2 separate regions of the Mus musculus genome follow, and region 2 is linked to region 1. Evidence: chromatin contacts called from public promoter capture Hi-C data. All regions are on one chromosome and are shown on one strand. The core of a region is the stretch at or near the end of the contact, and the rest is flanking DNA. Distances in the headings are between cores, read along the strand shown. Region 1 holds the start of H1f7 (H1.7 linker histone). Region 2 holds the start of Zfp641 (zinc finger protein 641).

What was found. Promoter capture Hi-C pulls out the DNA fragments that hold promoters and counts their contacts.
Region 2: a promoter capture Hi-C map of macrophages shows a contact between it and region 1, with 6 read pairs. The contact joins the promoter of Zfp641 here to the promoter of H1f7 in region 1. A contact is called at or near these places in 3 of 39 promoter capture datasets (cranial neural crest, liver and macrophages), 1 of 484 Hi-C or Micro-C datasets (olfactory sensory neurons), 3 of 115 datasets of contacts at active chromatin or transcription factors (T-cell acute lymphoblastic leukemia, double positive thymocytes and embryonic stem cells) and 4 of 9 other capture datasets (adipose tissue, liver, macrophages and 1 more).

Annotation. Positions count from the first base shown.
Region 1 is chr15:98,253,486-98,259,811 of GRCm38.p6, reverse strand. It overlaps H1f7 (H1.7 linker histone), which reads left to right and starts at 2,505. Exons shown (of 1, transcript NM_027304.2): 1 at 2,505-3,830. The coding sequence starts at 2,546. The coding sequence ends at 3,742.
Region 2 is chr15:98,293,781-98,300,106 of GRCm38.p6, reverse strand. Zfp641 (zinc finger protein 641) reads left to right here and starts at 3,946. Exons shown (of 6, transcript NM_173769.4): 1 at 3,946-4,052; 2 at 6,279-6,326. The coding sequence starts at 6,304.

The DNA.
Region 1 (6,326 bases), core at 1,256-3,755:
CCTCCCCACCCTGGTTCCCCTCCCCCACCTGGTTTCCCTCCCCTCCCTCCTCCCCCTCTTTCTAACCCCAGCCCCTGTATCCCCCACACTGGCTTCCTTCCTTTCCCTTCTTCCCTTTCCCCCCTCTCCTCTTCCTCCTCCTAATCCCAGACACAATCCCCTTTAAATATTCCTTCTGGTTCTTTTTCAGTGTTTCAATTTCCTTGTTTATTTTTCCTCCATATTTAAACTGTACTATTCCAAATTGCCATTTCCTTCCCTTTGGAAGTTGCCCTCTTCTAGGTTCTGAATTGCTTTCGACTGGCTTTTCTGCTTATGAGAGGCACTGATCTTATTTAAAGTGGAACTCCATTTTTTTTTCTCTAACATGCTATCTAGATGACTAAGATGTGGGGTTAGGGGTATGTTCTGGGTGGGGGGACTGCTGTTGTGTGTTCTTTGTTTTTCTTTGCTGCGATTTGTACATCTGTTGGAACTGGTCTGTCTGTCTTTTTTTTTTTTTTTTTTTTTTTTTTTTCGTTTTTGGTTTTTGGTTTTTGGAGACAGGGCTTCTCTGTATAGCCCTGGCTGTCCTGGAACTCACTTTGTAGACCAGGCTGGGCTGGAACTAAGAAATCTGCCTGCCTCTGCCTCCCAAGTGCTGGGATTAAAGGCATGCGCCACCACACTTGGCTTCTGGTCTGTCTTCTAATTGTAACTTTTACACATTCTTTTGGTTCTTTTGTTTTGTTTTTTATACTAGTCTTGCAAGATAATTGCCTTCACTAGGGACTGTTTTTCCTGCTGCAGTTTAGGAGGGAGATTGACAGTGACATTCCCACTAATTTCCCAGCATTCCCAGGTTCATCTTGCTATAGGAGACATTTGTGGACTCCATTCATGTGTCCATTAAGGTTCGGGGATAGTGGTGTTAGGGTGCTAGTTGGAAAAGGTAGAACTGTTGTTTCTTTGGAGCAGTATCTCATCCTGTAGGTCAAGCTCTCTTGAAACTGTCTATGTAGCCCAGGCTAGCCTCCAACTCATTGTGATCCTCAGCTACCTAGATTCTGGGATTACAGACATGAGCCACTATATCCAGCTAAGAAAGTGCAGTTGATAGATCAGAGAGAAGGATATCAGTATGCAAATAATGAAACAGGTAAGTAAAGGGGAAAGGAGGAAGAATGGAAGGTAGCTGAAAACCAACTAGAGATATGGAAATGTATTAGAGATTTCTGTTGGTGTAGAATAAAGAACACTCATGAAAGTCTTTGTGTGTGTGTGATCCAAAATTTGCAAATGATAGTGCAAATATAAACAAATTTCAAAAGAAATAAATGAACGAAAGAAAATTTAAGCAACCAAAATACATTCCCTCCTATGTTGGCTGCTCTGGGGGAGCTAAGGTATTGCTTGTTCTGAAAGGAAATAAGACTTGAGACCTGTGATTCATGTAATGTATGTCAAATAGCCCAAAGAGTTGTTTGTGAGCTTTGAAACCTGGGGCTGAGAACATAGCAGAACAGACCAGGACATGCCCGGGCAGGCCCATCGCCTCCCTATCTCCTACCCCTCTGACCTAAGTTAAATGTTACAGGCTGCTGATGTTTAAATGGACCAATCATGTGAAACCGCGCCAATTCCTCCCCCAGCCCCACTCCTTTTCTATAAAAACCCCTAGCTTCCAAGCCTCCTGGTCGAATCCACTGTCTCCTGTGTGTGTTTCGACCTGGAGTTCTGCCATTAAAATACCTCGTGTTGTTACATCAAGGTGTTGTGTTCTATTCATGATTCTTGGGTGGACGCCGAATCGGGAGCTGAGTGGGGCTTTCCCCATTAGGTTCTTTCAGTTCCTCCTCAGCCTTCTCTGGAAAAGAGCTTTCCCAGTCACTGCAGCTTGGGAGTCTACTGGCCACTTGAGGCTCCCTCTAGCTCCTTCACAGGCCTCTGACCCTTCTGAGCTTATCCTATTCAGACTAAAATTTGCTGAGAACGTTTTTTTGTTTTGTTTTTGTTTTTGTTTTTTGTTTTACAGCACAAATATGTCCAGAAACAAAAACAGCCAAGAAGAAGATAGAATAAAAGTGTTCTCTCGTTTTCCTTGGGGAAATTTTCACTTAAGAGTTGAGGGGGGGGGAGTTTGTTTTGGCTTATTTGTTTTTGCTTTGTTTTGGTTTCTGTGAGGGCTGAAGAAATAGTCTTCTTTGCAGTCATTCTATTTTGTATTTGTCTTGTATTCCCCTTAGCTTTCTTTCTAAATAGATCTTCCTTAATTTTTTTCAGGGTATACCCCTCCCAAATATTCACATTTTAGCAAGAGCTGGCCAGGAACAAAGCCATGGTTATGACGATTACACTGGCAATTATTACATACTTGCAGGTGTGAAGAGCTAGGATGTCACAGAGGTCAAAGGAGAGCAGAGGGCTGCATCTACCTTTCCACCAGGACGCAAGCCCAGGGCCTGGGGTGGGGGGCTTTGTGACATAGGCGCCCCAGAACTCCACACCCACTGAGGCCAGAGGCCAGATCAAAGCAGGTGGCCCCGCGGTGGGGGGAAGCGGGGCCATGGCTGAGGCTGTCCAGCCCAGTGGGGAATCCCAAGGCGCAGAACTTACGATCCAGATCCAGCAGCCTGCAGAGAGAGCCCTGAGAACGCCAGCCAAGCGGGGTACGCAGTCAGTGCTCAGAGTGTCCCAGCTGCTGCTCAGGGCCATTGCTGGCCACCAGCACCTGACTCTGGATGCGCTCAAGAAGGAGCTGGGAAACGCCGGCTACGAAGTGCGCCGGGAGATCTCCTCTCACCACGAGGGGAAGTCCACCAGGTTGGAGAAAGGCACGCTCCTGAGGGTCAGTGGCAGCGACGCTGCTGGCTACTTCAGGGTCTGGAAGATTTCAAAGCCGAGGGAAAAGGCGGGACAATCCCGGTTGACGCTGGGCAGCCACTCTTCTGGGAAGACCGTGCTCAAATCCCCCAGACCACTCAGGCCCCGCTCGCGTCGCAAGGCAGCCAAGAAGGCCAGAGAAGTCTGGAGACGCAAGGCCAGGGCTTTGAAGGCAAGGTCCAGGAGGGTCAGAACAAGGTCCACATCAGGGGCCAGATCAAGGACCAGGTCAAGAGCCTCTTCAAGGGCCACTTCAAGGGCCACATCAAGGGCCAGATCAAGAGCCCGGTCAAGGGCCCAGTCAAGTGCCAGATCAAGCGCCAGGTCAAGCGCCAAGTCAAGCGCCAAGTCAAGCACCAGGTCTAGCGCCAAGTCATGGGCCAGGTCAAAGGCTAGGTCAAGGGCAAGGTCTAGAGCTAAGGACCTAGTGCGTTCCAAAGCCCGGGAACAGGCTCAGGCCAGGGAACAGGCTCGTGCTAGAGCCAGGGAACAGGCTCATGCCAGAGCCAGGACACAAGACTGGGTCAGGGCCAAGGCACAGGAGTTTGTCAGTGCCAAAGAGCAGCAGTACGTCAGAGCCAAGGAGCAGGAGCGTGCCAAGGCCAGGGAACAGGTGCGTATCGGAGCCAGGGATGAAGCCAGGATCAAGGCAAAAGATTACAACAGAGTACGGCCTACAAAGGAAGACACCAGTCCTAGGCCAGCAGAGGAGAAGAGTTCAAACTCCAAACTCAGGGAAGAGAAGGGACAGGAACCCGAGAGGCCAGTAAAACAGACCATCCAGAAACCAGCTCTGGACAACGCTCCCAGCATACAAGGAAAAGCATGCACAAAGTCTTTTACCAAAAGTGGTCAGCCTGGGGACACTGAGTCTCCTTAATGCCAGAGCTGTTCCTCTGGGTACGGTTGCTTTTCCATATGGGCTCCAAGGAGATCATCTCTCTTTCATTGAAGCAATTTACAAGACCTTCCCGTGTCTATGTTTCTTCTTGCTCATCACTGGGAGGGGAAAGGTGACATGTTGAGGGGAGATCTATAGCTAAGGCTCAGGAGGTAAGAGCTGAGATTCCGCTAGTCCCACGGAACCCAGAGAAGTGCCTTCCTTTGGGGTGGGGCAGGGGAGAGGATTGTGGGAGGGAGTGACTGGGAGGGGGTCAGTGAGTGAGCATTAAAGTTTAAAAAAAAAAAAAAGGAAAAGAGTAGAGACAAGAAGAGGGAAATCAGAGTTACACAAGAATGCCCATCAGGGACACTGTCAAATCCTCAGTGCAATTTTTGAGAAGAGGGCAAAAGAAGAAAAAGAGTCTTTAAATGTCCTAGTGATTCAGACATGGTCTTAATATTAATTTTTGGGTAAAACTTGGTTCCAGAATTTGTAGCTTTTATCCTGAATTACAGTGTTTTAATCAAACGGGCGAACACACACACACACACACACACACACAACTTCTTGGGTGTGAAAGATATGAGTTCAATGAGCTTTGTGGAATCATCCAGCGTGGGGTGGGTGTGGCACAGTGTAAGTGTTCATGCACAAACGTTACATTTTATGTAGTACTTGATGGGGCACTGCTGGGGAGGAGAGAGGCACTGGGTGAGGGGGAGGGGCTTAGGAAAACCACGGTTACCACCACAGCTCTGTTCTTCTGACCCTAGCCATCCGCTAAGCATCTGTAAGATCTTGGATTGTTTCTCTGTAAGATTCTGGGGTTGTGCAGGGAATGCTTTAAGTGTCCGTAAAGTAGCTTTTATCTCCTGTCATAACTGTTGCCTCAAAGGCTAATTTTTACAGCCTGCTAATCTAGGCCTAGTCCTGGAAGCTTCTAGCTCTGTGCAATCTTATTTAGGCCTAGAAAGTTTTCAGCCTCTGGGACTCACTGCTGGATAAGCTCACCACTTCCTAGTTCTTCTTGATCTCTGACTGGCAGATTCAACTCAGCTGTTCTGGCTCAAACTCCTCTCCATGCTGACTGGTTCAAACTGGCTTCTCTCAGCTCCTCCTGAAGTGGTCTGCTTGGCCTCAAACTATCTCCATCAATCTGTTCAAATCTTCTGGCTCCTTCTCATCCTCTGGCTCATTCTGTCTTCACCTGTGTCTAGCTTGTTCTCTCTTCAGTCTCTGTAAAATCCTCTCTCTCTCTCTCTCTCTCTCTCTCTCTTTCTCTCTGCTGTTCCTGTAAGTCCCCTTTCCTCTCCTCATGAGAGTTGGGCATATCCTATTCTGTCAAAGCTGTCTCTGATTCGTGCCTTTGTCTGCCGCTCAACTAGAAGTCGCTTTCAAACATGGAAGCTCCCTTCTACGAACTAACCTTACCTTCATTGTTTGGGGTTAAAGGTGAATACTAAGGTCGTGTCTGTATTCCAGCCAGAAGAAATAAAGGTATGTGCTAAGGCTGAGCCACACCACAGGTAGAAATAGCTTCTTTTAGTAAATAAAACGATCCTGGGGTTCATGGTGTGATCAAATATCCTTCAAGAAGGACTAAACATCATGGTGTAGATTTTGCTTGACGATGCTCACAAGGGGCTTAGTCAGCTGGGAAGCAGTAACTCTCAGAGAGGAACTGTTAACAACCCGCGTGTGAACACTCTACTCTTGCAGTTTTCCTGAAAAAAAAAAAAGTCTACAGTGGGCATAGTAAGCCACATACTGAAAAATGCATAATTTAGCTCTAGGTACGAGGCTGAAGGATAGTGGGTTTGGCACTCATGCCATAGACCGTGATGCTCCACTTCCTAAAAAGTTATACTTTAGGGTGGACAATCTGCTTCCAGGTGAAGCTGAATAATACTGAGAATAGATGCTTCTAGAAGGTTTTTTTTTTTTTAATTCTTGAAAAGAGGGCATCTTGGACATAGGAGCTTCCCCAGGATGTATGCCTGACCGTGATTTTTCCCAGGAGAAGCATTGTCTTCCACAGGAGGAACAATGATATGTGTTTCAAGCAATATGCATTCAAGCGATGTGCATTAAAGCTTGCTGTGGCTAACTGGCTTTCGTGCACAGGAGTCACTGTTCTAATCCCACAAAGGCCACATCAGAAACGCACTGGCAGAGTGTCCCGTGGGCACGTGATCTGAACCCTGAAACCCTATACGCTTGAATGTGAGTGGCCAAGCAAAGCAAAGGGAACTTGAATGGGGGACAGTCTGAAGAGAGGCACTCAAACCTTGTCTGTTGAACACAGAACCAAGCTAACCAAATGCCCTTGTGGCTGCGGTGACTGGCATGCTCTTGACATCCTGGATTGCTGTAACCTGAAGAATACAGTCATCTGCTAAGAGCCATTTCTACCTAGACTAGGCTGTGGGTGGAGGACCTGGGCCATTTCCTAAAAACAATTGTAATTCCCTTATCGCTGTCTGTTTAAGCCAAGTTTCATTCGGCCCAACTTATGAAGAGTCTACCTTACCTAAGACCCACAGCAAATAAGAGACCCAAACCCTGAGCCATTTAGTTTATT
Region 2 (6,326 bases), core at 2,697-5,196, 39 kb before region 1:
TGACAGGTAATTCAGACAAAAACTGAACAGAGAACTAATAAAAGTAACTAATATTATGAATCAAATGTACCCAAACATTTTGCCCAAATGCAGAAGAATATACCTTTTTCCTAGCACCTCATGGAATCTTCTTCAAAATTGACCATATAGTTGGTCACAAAGCAAGCCTCAACAGATACAAGAAAATTGAAATAACGCTTGTATCTTATCAGACCACCATAAATTAAAACTGGACTTCAACAACAACAGAAATGCCAGAAAGCATACACACACATGAAAATCAAACAACTCTCTACTTAGTGATCTCTGGGTCTAAAAGAAATAAAGAAAGAAATTAAGGGCTTTTGAGAATTCAATGAAAATGAAAACACAGCATACCCAAATTTATGGGACACAATAAATGCAGTGCTAAGAGGAAAGTCCATATTACTAAGTGCCTCCATAAAGAAATTAGAAAGTTCTCACACCAGCTATTTAAAAGCACACCTAAAAGCTCTAGAAAATAGAAGAAGAAGCAAGCACACCAAAGAGGAGTAGGCAGCAGGAAATAATCAAAATCAGGGCTGCAATCAATCAGTTAGAAACAAAGAAAACAATACAAAGATTCAAAGAAACCAAGAGGAGAAAATCAATAAGATAGACAAACCCTTAGCCAAACTAACTAAAAGACAGAGACACAGTATCAATATTAACAAAAATCAGAAATGAAAAAGGAGACATAAAAACAGACAAGAAAATTCAAAGAATCATTAGGTCTTACTTCAAAAGCCTATACGCCACAGAATTGGAAAATCTAAACAAAATGGATGATTTTCTAAATAGATACCACTTACCAAAATTAAATCAAGATCAGGTAAACTATTTAAACATCCCTATAATCACCAAAGAAATAGAAGCAGTCATTAAAAGTCTCCCACTCCCCCCCCAAAAAAAACCCACAAAAACCAAAAGCAAAAACAAGAAACAAACAAACCAGGGCCAGACAGTTTTAGTGCAGAATTCTATCAGACTTTCAAAGAAGAGCTAACACCAATGCTCCTCACAAAATAGAAACAGAGGAAACACTGCCAAACTCATTCTATGAGGCCACAGTCACCCTGTTACCTAAACCATGTGAAGACTCAACAAAGAAAAAGAATTTCAGACCAATTTCTCTTATGAACACTGATATGAAAATACTCGATAAAATACTGGCAAACTGAATCCAGGCACACATCAAAAATATCATCCACCATAGTCAAAGAGGCTTTATCCCAGGGATGCAAGGATAGTTCAATATACAAAAATCCATCAATGTAATCCTATGTAAACAAACTAAAAGAAAAAAAATCACATGATCATCTCATTAGATGCTGTAAAAGCCTCTGACAAACACCAACACCCCTTCATGTTAAAAGTCTTGTAGAGATCAGGGATACAAGACACACACACATAAACACAATAAAGACAATATACAGCAAACCAATAGCCACCATTAAATTAAATGGAGAGGACTTAAAGCAATTGCACTGAAATCAGTGACAAGGCTGTCCACTGTCTCCCTACCTCTTCAATGTAGTCTTTGAAGTCCTAGCTAGAGCAATAAGACAACTAAAGGAGATCACGGGGATACAAATTGGAAACAAAGAAGTCAAAGTATCAGTATTCACAGATGATATGATAGTATACATAAGTGACCCCCCAAACTCTACCAGAGAACTCCTACAGCTGATAAATACCTGTAGAATTATGGAAGTATATGGAAGTGACCCTAGCTGAGATTTCTACTAGAGGGGGATATGGAAATTGAAGTGGCCACCTCCTGTAGCCAGCAGGACTTCCAGAGGAGGAGGGGGACATCAATCCACCCACAAAACCTTCGACCCAAAATTTATCCTGCCTACAAAATGTGCAGGGATAAAGATGGAGTAGAGACTGAGGGATCAGTCAGCCAATGACTGTCTCAACTTGAAACACAACCCATGTGAGAGCGCCAACCCCTGACACTTTTAACGATACTCTGCTACACTTGCAGACTGGACTCTCGCCTAACTGTCTCCTGAGAGGCTTCCTCCAGCAACAGATAGAGACAGGTGCAGAGACCCACAGCCAAACATCAGGCAAAGCCCGGGGAATTTTGTGGAAGAGTGGGGGATAGAAGTGAGCAACTTGGAGAGGTCAAGGGCACCACAAGAAAATCCACTGAGTCATCTAGCCTGGAACAATGGGGGGACCACAGAGCCTGGGCCACCAACCAGAGAACATGCAGGAGCTGGACCTAAATCCCCTACACATTTGTAACAAATGTGCAGCTTGGTCTTCATATGAGTCCCCAGGCAAGTGGTGTGGGGGCTGTCTTGGTTTCTGTTCCCTGCCATTGGATTCCCTTCCCCTCTACTTGGACTGCCTGGTTGGGCCTCAGTGGGAGAGAAAGTCCTCCTGGGACTAGGTAGATGTCTCAGGGTAGGGTGGTACCCAAGGGGTGTCCTTCTTTGAGAAGAGGAGGGGGCATTGGAGAGATTGTAAGGGTGGGACTGGGAAGAGAGGAGAGGTGAGGGGGGCCATGATCAGGATGTAAGATGAATTTTAAAAATAAAAAGAAAGAAAGAAAGAAAGAAAAGCCAAGAAAAATATTTACTTTGCATGCGTATAACAAACTCTAAAGATTACTCAGGAGAAAAATTTTGGAGAGCACTTATCCACATTAGAGAAGTTAACAGTAATTGTTTTCTAATAAAAGTCACTTTTATTGTCGCTATAAATAAATAAATAAATAAATAAATAAATAAATAAATAAAGTATTTTCAGAATTGATCCCTAATGCTGCTGACAGGTCAGCCACAGCTCTCTTCCCTCTTACTCATGAACAAGACTATTCTAAGGCCACTTGAGACAGTGGAGACACTAGGTAAAAGATGCCTGGCCCTTTCATAAAAACCAAGAGCAGAGATCCTGCTCCCACTGGCTTTCACACCATTCACCCACAACATGCCGTGAATGGTATGAAAAAGTCTATACTAGAGTCACGACACTGATATGTTGTTGGATTACACTGATAACCCCATGTCTCCTGCTTAAGCAAGAATTTCCAAGCCTGGTGCTGGGGCTGAGGATAGACATTCTGGTCCAACCATGCTCACACATCCCACGAGCTGCTCCTAAGAACGCCCTCTATACCTGTTGCCAACTGCAGGTCTCCTTTCATATATATATATATCTTTCTTATCCCATCGTTCCCGCTCCTTTGCTTATTTCTGTGAGTCTCTGACATCCCTGCTAAACGCAATCTCTTCTCTTTGCTTCTATCCTAGTTCGGAGTAGATTTTTAAAAGAAATACGTATCACATAGTTTATGGCAGACAGCCTTTGGCACATGTCTCCACTGATAGGCTGTACGATTTTGCAGAATGACTGTGATAAAACAAACGTTAACGTTTACAAGCTAGGTTCTTTCTACCATTATCTGTTTTGTAGGTCTTTCTGGTCTTTTCCAGCCAACAGAAATCAATCTGTCGCAAGTCACATTTGTAATATGTAAAACTAACACACTTAACCTAATGTAGCTTCGATATTACGTTTTTAAATATCAAGTCGTCTAAATGTGCAGTGCACACTTGTAGCCCATGTCTCTTCAGGTCTGAAGGCAATGCAGCAAGCATCACTGCCCACTTCACACAGCACCATCTTGTTGGAGCCAACGTGAAGGAAGGCATCATTAGAAGTCCACTGTCCAGTCGGGTTTGGCAGTCTGTCTGTCTGGAGGGTTAGTCCTAGGGGAGGGTTCCAACCCTCTTGAACTCCCACCCCCGCCCCCACCCTACCGCCAGGCGCCGTGGGAGGTCGCAGGCGGTGGGCGGGGCCCCGGGAGCAGCAAAGCCCGTGGGCTGTGGCGACAGGAGTGTGGGTCCAGCGGTCCTCTCCACCCGTGCCCGCCCCCGCCCGCACCACGGAGCCCCGGAAGCGGCGGGATTTCCTGTGCCCGCCCCGCGCCGGCCCTGTCGCTTGTCGCTTGCTGTGCGGGCCGCGGGCTCGGCCGCGCCGGGCGGGAGGTAACGCCAAGGGGCCGAGCCGGGGTGAGTGAGGCTGGGGTGCGGGCGGGCGTGGAGGAGGGCACCAGCCTGGCCGTGGGAACAGTGGCGTCGGTGTCGCATGCCTGGTCCCGCCGCTGTCACTTGCGTGGGCGTCCCCGCAGCACCTTTCTGTCACTTGGTATAGCCCCTGCTCGCGGGAACCTGTTTTCTAGTCCCACTTAGCCAGTTCCCGAGTCTTCTGAAATCTGACCCTCCCGGGGGTGCTGAGTCTGACTCAGAAGAAACCTTATTCTGCTGTGGGCTCGGGGCCCAAGGTGCCACACCCGCGATGGCAGGGCCACTGAGCCACTCTTCGTCCCTGTGCCCTTGGGCCACTCTTTGATACTAAGGCCCTGTCTCTGTCCAAAAGAACTCGCTGAGAAAAAAAAAAAAAAAAAAACTTCAGCAGGTGCCCTGCCTCCCAGATACATAACCAGGCAAAAGAAATGAAAGCCCAAGAACCCAGGCTCCAGCAGACTTGGGATCATCCTGAACTAGGGACAAGGAAAGATAGAAGACAGGTTAAGGTGGGAGCCCAGGTGCTGGCCCTGCCAGGAGCACCCTAGGAAATGCAGGCAGGTGACAGTGATCCATGCCATCCTTTGCTCCCGGTTCCCCCTAACATTTCCACAGGTTTTCTGTCATCCAGCTGGCCCAGTGCGCTCTGCAGAATCAGGCCAGGGTGTATCCCTGAGGCCCCAAAGCCATCTTTGAGCTTCAATGATGGAAGAGGAATTTGTTCTTTCTGTACATTGTAACTGGCCTGGGGTCTGCTGTAGCCTTTCCCAGCCTCCTGGGTTCCTGCAGATGTTACTGGATGATCCTGTGAGCTAAAATAGCCCTGGGATTCTGTATATGAGTACCCTGTCACTGTCTTCAGGCACACCAGAAGAGGGCATCGGACTCCATTACAGACGGTTGAGCCACCATGTGGTTGCTGGGAATTGAACTCAGGACCTCTGGAAGAGCAGTCAGTGCTCTTAACCATTGTGCCATCTCTCCAGCCTGCCCCTGAAATTCTGACTTGTTCTAGGGAGATTATTGGTCGCTCCGTCTACATAGAAAGGGAATAAAAATGACAGACATGGATTGCCACGCAGTAAGTTGTTCCACAGTCATTATCAAATGGGACCTGTCTTGCTCTAGGATTGTTGTGGACTCTAGAAAACAAACAGAAACGAACAAATACTAGCCTAAGTCTTTCCTGTGATCAAAACCATTTATTCTGTTTGATACATAGACATATTTACAGGTGGCCTGACTGGCCGACCCTCTGTTGCTTATCAAGCCCAAACTATGTCTGTTGGTTTAGCTTTTCCAGAGGCTGGGTTTCCTGCCCTTTTCTTGATTCGAATCTCTTCCTGTGAACAAACACTGGCTTCCCCATACCGTTCTTGAAGTTGGATATATTCTTTGTAAGGCACTGTGACCGGTGCCTGTCACACACTTCAGCCCACAGGGATGCTTATTCCCTGTCACACTGTATGAGTGACGCCACCTTCCAGCTTCCCAGGGTCTCTCCACATGCTGATCTTTCCATGATCTCCTTTAAACTTTGGCTCTGCACTGACCTGCAGTTCCAGCCCCCTGTCAAGGCTGCGTTGAGTGCTTACAGCTTGCTTTTATAGCTGTCTACTTTACGGGTCTTTCTGCTGGGTTTTTATCAGTTCTCATTTCCTACATAAGTGTGACAGATCATGGGTCCCTTCACTGAGACTTAAGGGAGGGCTATCTGGTTCAGCTCGAGAGAGACAGCAGGTACTCACAGGTCACCCCCTGCCCCGGGTGGGACTTCTACATCAGTTGGTGAAAATGTAATGTGAGGCATAGAATCTTCAGGTATAACAGCATCCATCTTTGTTGAGTGGATTCCTTCTTGTGTTCTCAACGACTTTGCTGCGCCTTGAGTGATTTTGATACAGTGGAAACCCTCTGGATCTTCAGGATTGGACTAATTGTGTTTTAAAGTGAAGTTTCTTGCAGTCCTGGGTGAAGGTCTGTTGATAGTGTGAGGCCTTCGAAATAACAGGGACTTGACTGTGTGGCGCCTGTCAGTTCCTGAGCTCCTCCTGGAAAGCTTGGCTCACACCATGTTTGGTAAGCTCATCTTCCATGGGGCTCCTTGGACCATTTCCTGTCCTTAGCCTTAAGAGCTGTTCTCTGAAGCTTCCTTGGGCATATCATCCTCATCCATGATAGAAGAGTGCATCACTTCCTGACTTGTTCCAGGTCACAGTGTGTGCTTGCTGCAGACATGCTTTCGGAACAGGCTGTAGG